Linked DNA regions of Sus scrofa: region 2 is linked to region 1. Evidence: chromatin contacts called from public HiChIP or PLAC-seq data. All regions are on one chromosome and are shown on one strand. The core of a region is the stretch at or near the end of the contact, and the rest is flanking DNA. Distances in the headings are between cores, read along the strand shown.

Region 1 (4,472 bases), core at 888-3,387:
CGAGGCCAGGGATTGAACCTGCAACCTCATGGTTCCTAGTTGGATTCGTTTCTGCTGTGCCACTACTGGAATTCCTCTGACACAGTTTTAAATTAATATATATAGTACACTGTATTATGGTAAAACTATATATAGCTTAGAGAGTAACTTTCCCTATTTTCTAAATGATTGGAAAGGTTTATAGTTTATCTCTGTTTTATAACATTATTCATATTTTTGATTTATTAGAAAGTCAAGAAGGCAATGCTGTTCTTATAAAAAACATGATTCAATTTCAACCCAAATGAGAGCTATTTATTTAATTTTCTCCACTTTATTGAGATACACAACACCATGTAAGTTTAGGGTGTACAACATGATAATTTGATATACATAATATATATTGTGAAAGGACTACCATGATAGGGTTATTTAATACTTCTATCACTTAGAATAATTATTATTTTTATTTTGTGGTGAGAACACTTAAGATCTACCCTCTCAGCAACTGTTAAGTATACAATACAGCATTGTTAACTACACTCATCATGATGTCTGTTAGAGCCACAGAACTTACTCATAGCTGGAAGTTCGTACCCTTTGATCATCATCTCCTCTTTTCCCACCCACCCCCAGGCCCTGATGGTCACCATTCTACTCTCCATTTCTATGAGTTCAGCTTTTAAAAATTCCACACATAAGTGAGATCATACAGTATTTGTCTTCCTCTGACATGTTTTACAGGGCTATTTATTACACTAATAGAAAGCATATATACAGGGCTTACAATGTACAAAGCACTGTTCTAAGTGTTTTATATGAATCAGCTCAGTTAATGCTCATAATCCTATGAGGCAGATGCTATGATCATTCTCATTTTGCAAATAAGGAAATGAAAACAAAAAGATTTGGGAACCCGACCAAAGTCGTACTATTACTACAGTGGTAGAGTTGGGCTTCAAACCCAGATGGTCTGGTCCCCGTGTCTGTGCTTTTAATCATTTTCTAATCCTGCCTTGCACTATGCTGTACTGAATTTGTCCCCTTGAAATTCAACTCGTACTCTATGTGTGTTCATGTTTATTATACTGAATCTAATTCTTGCTCATTTGCTGTGCCTACCTAATTTTTAATTTAATACGTAACATTAGATTTGTAATCTGCAGTTATTATCATCAACTTAGTTGCTTACTATAGCCCCCAAAAGTAGAGTAAATGAGGTCCCAAACCACCTTTTTAAAAGACAACCACAAAGACATTTTAAATTAGAATAAATCCAATTTAAAAATCAAAAGAAATTTAAAAATTATACTTGACAACATACCTTGTATTCATTTTTATCTTGAAGATCTGAAGTAAATAATCTAATCTTCATATCGGCAGCAGAAGTACAGAATCTAGATGAAAACAAAAACAAAAACATTCTTAGCCTGTGTAGGTGAAAGTCCCCCCATCACCAAAGCCGTTTTCATAATTTATAATCACGCTTTTTTTAAGGCAGAAGAGGGATGTTATAGGTCTGTTGTAAAAAATGTTATGCAGCTGTTACTGAAAGTAGGAGGCACTTGAATTTTTTGGAAAACATACAGAAATTAGATGTGGAGGAAACTTGGATAGGGAGGGCTGTTTAAAAATTATATTAACCCCTCCTGCAGTTGTTCAGGGGTCAACTATAGATCTTCTCTCCCCAACTGGGACTATACTTGTATAAAGTTTTCATAACCAGAGCTCAAATTTTCCAATCTTTGCCTTTCCTTGAGTTCAGAGGGAAAGACACATAACCGAGGTGTCTGTGTGTCAATGCGAGCCACCGGAGAGGAAAAGGTCTTAGGAAATCCCCACATTTTCTAGAAATAACAGCGTGACTTAGAAGCAGCTTTGTAGTTTTTAATTTTAGTAGCTTTCCTATACAGTTTAAAAACAAGAAACAAATTTTGGTCTAGTACAGTTTATTTTTTTTTTATTCAGGACATATTTTTCTTTCTTTTTTGTATTTTTGAAATTTTTTTGTGATTATTATGTTAACTTGTAAAAAAGACCGAGGCCAAAAACACATAAAGTTTGCCATCATAACCCTTTTTAAGTGTACACTGCATTAGTGTTTATGCACATTGTTACATAATAGATCTCTAGAACATTTCATTTTGTAAAACTGAAACTCAGGATCCCGTGAACAATAGTTCCTCCTTCCCCCAGGCCCTAGTAACCACTACTTTATTTTCTGTTTCCAAAAGTTTGACTACTTTTGATACTTTTATAAGTGGAATCATGCAGGAACTGTCTGTTTGTGACTGGCTTATTTTGCTTAGCATTACATTAGCAAGGTCATCCACGTTGTAGCAGATGACAGGAATTACTTCTTTTTGAGGGCTGATTACATTGCATATATGCGCCACATTTTCTGTATCCATTCATCTGTTGACGGGTATTTACGGTTACTTCTACTTCTTGGCTATTGAGAATAATGTGCAAATAGCTCTGAGACTCTGCCTTCATTTCTTTTGAGTATATACCCAGAAGTGGAGTTACTGGGTCACATGTAATTTTATTTTTAATTTTTTGAGGAACTGCCACACTGTCTCTACAGCATCAGCATCATTTTACATTTTCACTAAGAGGGGACAAAGTTTTTTTTTTTTTTTTTTTTTGTTTTTCGTCTTTTTGCCTTTTCTAGGGCTGCTCCCACAGCATATGGAAGTTCCCAGGCTAGGGGTCTAATCGGAGCTATAGCTGCCAGCCTATGCCAGAGCCACAGCAACACGGGATCCGAGCTGTGTCTTCAACCTACACCACAGCTCACGACAATGCCGGATCCTTAATCCGGCAAGGCCAGGGATCAAACTGGCAAACCGGTTCCTAGTCGGATTTGTTAACCACTGAGCCACAATGGGAACTCCCGTATTTTTCAAGATGGGAGAGGTGGTGATTCATAGACTTTCTGAGATAAAGCATTGTTCATTCCTCGTCATTCTCTGCTTCTTTTCCTCAGCTGAGGGTTAGCTGGATGCCAGAATCATGAATTTTACCCTTTGGATGGTGGATATTTTTTGTATTTCTGTAAATATTTTTGAGCTTTGTTCTGGGATGCAGTTAAGTTACTTGGAAACAGTTGGATTCTTTCAGGTTAGATTTTAATCTTTGTTAGGCAGGATCAGAGCAGACTGGAGGACTAAACTGATGACTCTTTTCTGAATGCTCTACTGGATAGTAGTGAATTATAAGGCTTACTATTCTGACTGGTTTAAAAAAAAAAACATTCCAGGTCTTGAGAAGGCTCCAAGAAGTGTTACTTCTAATGCTTTAGGTGGCTCTTTTCCTGGCTTCTAGCAGTTTCTTTCCAGGCTGATCAGTACTTGGCTGAAGGCTCAAGGAGATCCTCCTGTGACTCAGATCTTGAACCAACCAAGGGTGACTTCCTGTACTACCTGATATCCATGTTAAAAAACCATTACTTCTACGTTTTGTGTGTTTAATCTTTTTCAGCAGGAGGGTAAACCTAGTCCCTGTTAAGCAATGTTAGCTGGACTTGGCCAGGGGATCCAAGCCAGCCAGTTGGGTTCTCACTCCTAGAACTAGGATTCTGCCATGTGGACAGGAAGCCACAAGAAGTTAGTGTACAGGAAAGAGTGAAATGAAGCAAAGAGGAGCAAAGAAGGGTGGAAAGAGGGTTTCAGAGAGTAGGTTCTTGTCTCATTGCAGAAAGAATTCAAAGATATCACATGGAGGTCAAACAAGCAAAGTGAGAATTTACATGCTCAAGGGAAGAGTGAGCAGACTGAGATGAGTAGCTGCCCTAAGCTTCTTGGATAAGCTGGCTATGTCGGGTGTGAAAATGAATGGGCAGAATATTCATTGAAGAGAGAGGGGTTTGAGGTCATTTTTCTTGGTTTTTATCCCAGATTCACCTTCTCCCATGCTTTTACCTAGGAGTTCTATAGTTTCAGGTCTTATGTTTAGGCCTTTAAATCATTTTGAGTTAGTTTTTGTAGATGGTATAAAGGTCTGACTTCATTCTTTTGAATGTGGGCATCCATATTCAAAATTTCCCAACACCATTTATCCTTTCCCATTGTCTAGCCTTTACACCTCTGTCAAAGGTCATTTGACCATACATGTGAGGATTTGTTTCTGGGTTCTTTACTCTGTTCCACTAGTCTGTATGTTTGTCTTCAGGCCAGTATCATACTTTTTTGATTACTGAAGCTGTATTTTTTTTTTTTTTTTTTTTTTGGTCTTTTTCTAGGGCCCCACCTGCGGCACATGGAGGTTCCCAGGCTAGGGGTGTAATTAGAGCTGTAGCTGCTGGCCTATGCCAGAGCCACAGCAATGTCAGATCCGAGCAGCATCTGCGACCTACACCACAGCTCACGGCAATGCCAGATCCTTGACCCACTGAGCGAGGCCACGGATCGAACCTGCAACCTCATGGGTCCTAGGTGGATTCGTTAACCACTGAGCCACAATGGGAACTCCTGAAGCTTTATGTTTTTAAG
Region 2 (4,472 bases), core at 1,073-3,572, 190 kb before region 1:
GCCAGGGATCAAACCCTCGAGACAGCAGTGACCCAAGCTACAGCAGTGACAACACCACATCCTTAACCCACTGAGCCACCAGGGAACTCTGAGGTGTTATATTTCTTTCTCTTTTCTTCATGGTTTTTTGTTTGTCTTTTGTCTTTTTAGAGCTGCACTCGAGGCATGTAGAGGTTCACAGGCTAGGGGTCAAATTGGAGCTGTAGCCGCCAGCATATACCACAACCACAGCAGCATGGGGTCCGAGCCGAGTCTGCAACCTACACCACAGCTCAAGGCAGCGCTGGATCCTTAACCCACTGACGGAGGCCGGGGATCGAACCTGTGTCCTCATGGATGCCAGTCAGATTCGTTTCTTCTGAGCCGGGAGGGGAACTTCTCTGTCAGATTCTTTTCCCACATAGATTATTACAGAATATTGGGTAGAGTTCTCTGTGCTGAGGTGTTGTATTTCTAATGAGTACTAATTGTAATAGCACTTGCCTCACAGGCCTGTTGCTAGGATTCAGCCACACAATGGACAGTCCTCAGGAGTCGGTACCGGGTGGCCATCGTGGTCATTGGTTCATCATTAGAGGCCGACACTCCCTGTGTGACCACAGAAAGGAAGTTACTCCTGGGGGACTTTTGGTTCTGCCGGGGTACTCCTTGAGGTTTTTTTCCCATGAGAAGCGAGTTGATCTCGTGCGATGCTTACTTTCATAAAAAGCTGTCAGCCTTCAGCCCTGGCAGGCTGAAGCCACAGCAAAGGGGCGCTGCCCCCCTAGCCTGGACCTGGGAGGCCAGTAACTTCTGATCGCCACCTGCATCGCCTGCTGTCCACCTGTTCTCTAATCTCTGCCCCTCATGAAGCCAGACCATTATCAGAGAGCCCTCTGCCTGACCTGCACTTTTTCCACCCTGCCCATGAAGGAAGCCATCTGTCACGGGCTGGGTGGGAGGGAGGAGGCGGGGGACAGTGTAATAAAGTGCTCTGGGAAGCTCAGTGCTGGGGTTCGAGGGGTGAGGCACCGTTCCTTGTATTACGCAGAATCTTCAAGATAGCCTGGTGCAGGGAGAGACGCTCAGGTCTAGCGCCCAACAGGTTTTCATTGGGGGACGTTAGAAATCCCTACGCACCAGTGTTCCCTTGTTAACACTGGCGAAGGGCCAGAGCGGAATTTGCAGCCTCCCTGGAGCAAGTGCATGAGGCTTGTTGGGGGGCATCTTGTGAACTCAGTTTCCTTCTGGCTCCACTGAGCTTTCCTATCCTTATCCTCTCTGTATGAGGAAACAAACACCACTAGTTGTCTGTGACATGTGTCACATGGCAGAGACTGTGCTGTTTCCTTACATTTTATGATTGTGCGCATTTTGGGTTTCATCACAACATGTATGGAGGTTTTCTAGGCGATAGACATTTTTGAAAATATTTCATGCCGTGACACGTATCATTCTAACATCGCCCTTAGAAGATAGGTAATATTACTGTCCTCATTTATCAATGGAGAAAAGGAGACCCAGAGAGGTAGCACTTGCCCAAGATCACAGGAGTCATGAAAGGCACAAGCTACCTTTGAATCGAAGCAGTCTGCCCAGAACCTGCCAGGAAGAGTTCACCTCAAAGCCAGAATGAGGGAATCTCAGTGAGAAAAAGCATGCACACAGTTCATAGTTCTAGCATCAGAAAGCATGCTGGAAAAAAAAAAAAATTTGAAAGGGAAGAGGGAGAGTTCCATTGTGGTGCAGCAAATCCAATTAGTATCTATGAGGATAAGGATCTGATCCCTGGCCTCGCTCAGTGGGTTAAGGATCCAGCGTTGCCAGGAGCTGGGGTATAGGTCACAGGCACGGCTCAGATCTAGTGTTGCTGTGGCTGTGGTGTAGGGCGGCAGCTGTAGCTCTGATTGAACCCCTTGCCTTGGAACTTCCATATGCCTAGGGTGCAACCCTAAAAAGAAAAAAAAAAAGAAAAAGAAAAAGAAAGGGACAAGGGAGAGCTGGAATGACTTAATTTGTCTAGAAGAGTGTGGGTATGAAGTGTTCCGTGGGGGGAGGGTGTGCACTCTATGATATCCCGTCACAATGATACAGCATCGCAACATCATAATGATACGGCTGTCAATGTTTAAACCAAAAAGGACAGACTTTAGGAAGAAGACTTAGGGGGTTAGAGCATGAAGCTTTTGCTTCCCTTTAAAGCTTCTGTGAAGTGTTTCCATCTTCACATGGACCAGAAATAGACTCTCTTTCCCCTAGAGCAAAGTGTTTGCCTTGTCATTGTTCCCATAAATATAGTTTTTTACGACTTCCGTGTTTGATATCCTGTAATTCATTTTCGACATGCCATGAGCAAACCAGCTTGAGCTGTTACCTCAAGAAGAACTAGAGATGTGGGGGCAAGAGAGAGCATTGACTGGCGCTTTTTCCTGAGTGGGAGTTAATTGCATTTATCAGAAGTTCTTGTTCCTGAACTGGTGGGTGGGATGGCTACTTTTTCCCCCCTTTCTTTCTTGGTCTCAGCATTCGGAAGTTCCTGGGTCAGGGATCGAACGCGTGCCGCAAAAGTGACCTAAGCAACAACAGTGACAATGCCAGACCATTAATTCACTGAGCCACTAGGAACTCTAGGATGGCTACTTTTTTGCTGTGTCCTCACCAAGCAGTTTCTGTCAGTGCTTTCCTGCACCTCAAGAAATCTCCTTTTTGGAAAAGTTAAGTTTTCTGAGGTTGAACCCACTTGACAGTCAATTTTCTCTCTCTCTCTCTTTTTTTTTTTACTATCTTTTCAATTAACAAGAGAGTTTCCAAAAAGGTGCCAGACGTCGTCTGAACCTTTCTCCAAAATTCCTGTCTGATCTGAGTCATTTCCCTTCTAAAGAATATTTTTTCCTTTTCTTTCTTTTTTTTTTAGGGCCACACCTACGGCACACGAAGGTTCCCGGTCTCCGGGGGCAAATCAGAGTTGTAGCCACTGGCCTATGCCACGGCCTCAGCAATGCCAGATCTGAGCTGTGTCTGTGATCCCACCTCATCGCTCACAACAACACTGGATCCTTAACCCACTGAGCGAGGCCAGGAATTGAACCTGCCTCCTCACGGATCCTAGTTGGGTTTCTTTCTGCTGAGCCAAACAGAAAATCCAGAAGTACTTTTTATTTCATATATAATGTCCCTAAGTGGATATGCCCGTGCATTTGGCTCTCGATGTGTAACATCTCATGTGTGACTTTCTCTCCAGGAGTTAGCTGTCCCGGTGGTGCACGACGGTGGCGCCCTCTTGGCATTTGTCTGCGGTGTCGTGTACACGCTCCTGCAGTCCATCATCTCCTACAAGTCGTGTCCCCAGTGGAACCGCCTTTCCACGTGTCATGTCCGGATGGCCATCTCTGCCGTCTCCTGTGCAGCCGTCATCCCCAGTATCCTTTTCCATCACATCTGTCAGTGTCCTTGTAAGCCTGACACCCCCACCCCACCCCCCAAAGCCATGGAGAAAGCCGAGGTTAACAGCCAAGTGTCAACATGCCTCAGGACAACAATTGGGAGAAAAGGGTAAATCATTAAGAAAATATCTCAACATTGTCTGGTTAGATCAAAAAAATCTTTGGGCAAAAGAATGGTGTGAAAGGCAAATGGAAAAATATGTCAGAACACTTCAGTATCTGTTTACTTTCCTTCCACAGGGTCGATTTCATGAGCCATGTGAAAATATTTATTTTTCTTTGTAGTGCTTGGCTAAAGACATCAAATATTGATATTGTACTTAAAGTAACAGCCTTGTGGAGTCCCAAGAGGCCAGACTCTTCCTTTCTCCCCACACGAAGGTGATTAGATGGTTTGATTTACTAGTCCATATCAAGACGGTTTAAAAAGCTCTATATGATTTACTTTTCTAAATCACTTAAAATACATTTAGCCTTTTCTTTTTATAGCTGGTTTCATTTTCAAGAAAAAAAAAAATTGGAGTTCCCATTGTGGCTCATTGGTAACGAAGCCAACTAGTATCCATGAGGTTGTGGGTTTAATCCCTGGCCTCACTCAGTGGGTTAAGGATCCGGCGTTGCCATGAGCTGTGGTGTAGGTCGCAGACTCGGCTCAGATCCCGAGTTGCTGTGGCTGTGGCGTAGGCCGGCAGCTGCAGCTCAGATTTGACCCCTAGCCTGGGAACCTCCATATGCCGCAGATGTGGCCATCCCCCAAAATAATAAATTTATCACACTTGTATATTCTGATTTAGAAGAATGAAAACCATCCCTCCCTCCTTCCCTTCCTTTTTTTCTTTTCCTTTTTTCCCCCAGAGAGGTATTTAACAAAAAATAAAATTGAGAAGCTGTGGTCTTTTGGGGTGGGAAATTTCCCATCTTTCAAAATAACATTTACAGTCATATCAAATGCTGGTTTGTGTACAAAGTGGGCAAGCTTGAGTAAAAAGACATGATGCCATCATGTACTTCTAAGTATTAAGCTTTGTATTTTTTAATTTATTTTTTAAT

Evidence for each region. HiChIP or PLAC-seq counts read pairs in DNA pulled down with a chosen protein or histone mark.
Region 2: an H3K27ac HiChIP or PLAC-seq map of alveolar macrophages shows a contact between it and region 1. The contact joins two enhancer-like sites. A contact is called at or near these places in 1 of 47 Hi-C or Micro-C datasets (embryonic fibroblasts) and 1 of 2 datasets of contacts at active chromatin or transcription factors (alveolar macrophages).

Annotation. Positions count from the first base shown.
Region 1 is chr5:82,107,191-82,111,662 of Sscrofa11.1, reverse strand. It overlaps NUP37 (nucleoporin Nup37), which reads right to left. Exons shown (of 10, transcript XM_021092659.1): 4 at 1,304-1,376. Among named protein-coding and RNA genes, the nearest start is that of PARPBP, 17 kb to the right of the region's middle. Within about 2 kb of position 2,137, at least 16 of the 83 cell types and tissues checked have an H3K27ac peak or open chromatin away from gene starts, as enhancers often do. A contact at or near this core is called in alveolar macrophages, where this site is marked.
Region 2 is chr5:82,301,166-82,305,637 of Sscrofa11.1, reverse strand. The region is part of intron 4 of GNPTAB (N-acetylglucosamine-1-phosphotransferase subunits alpha/beta); the gene reads right to left. DRAM1 (DNA damage regulated autophagy modulator 1) reads left to right here. Exons shown (of 7, transcript NM_001190286.1): 4 at 3,221-3,398. Among named protein-coding and RNA genes, the nearest start is that of DRAM1, 22 kb to the left of the region's middle. Within about 2 kb of position 2,322, at least 5 of the 83 cell types and tissues checked have an H3K27ac peak or open chromatin away from gene starts, as enhancers often do. A contact at or near this core is called in alveolar macrophages, where this site is marked.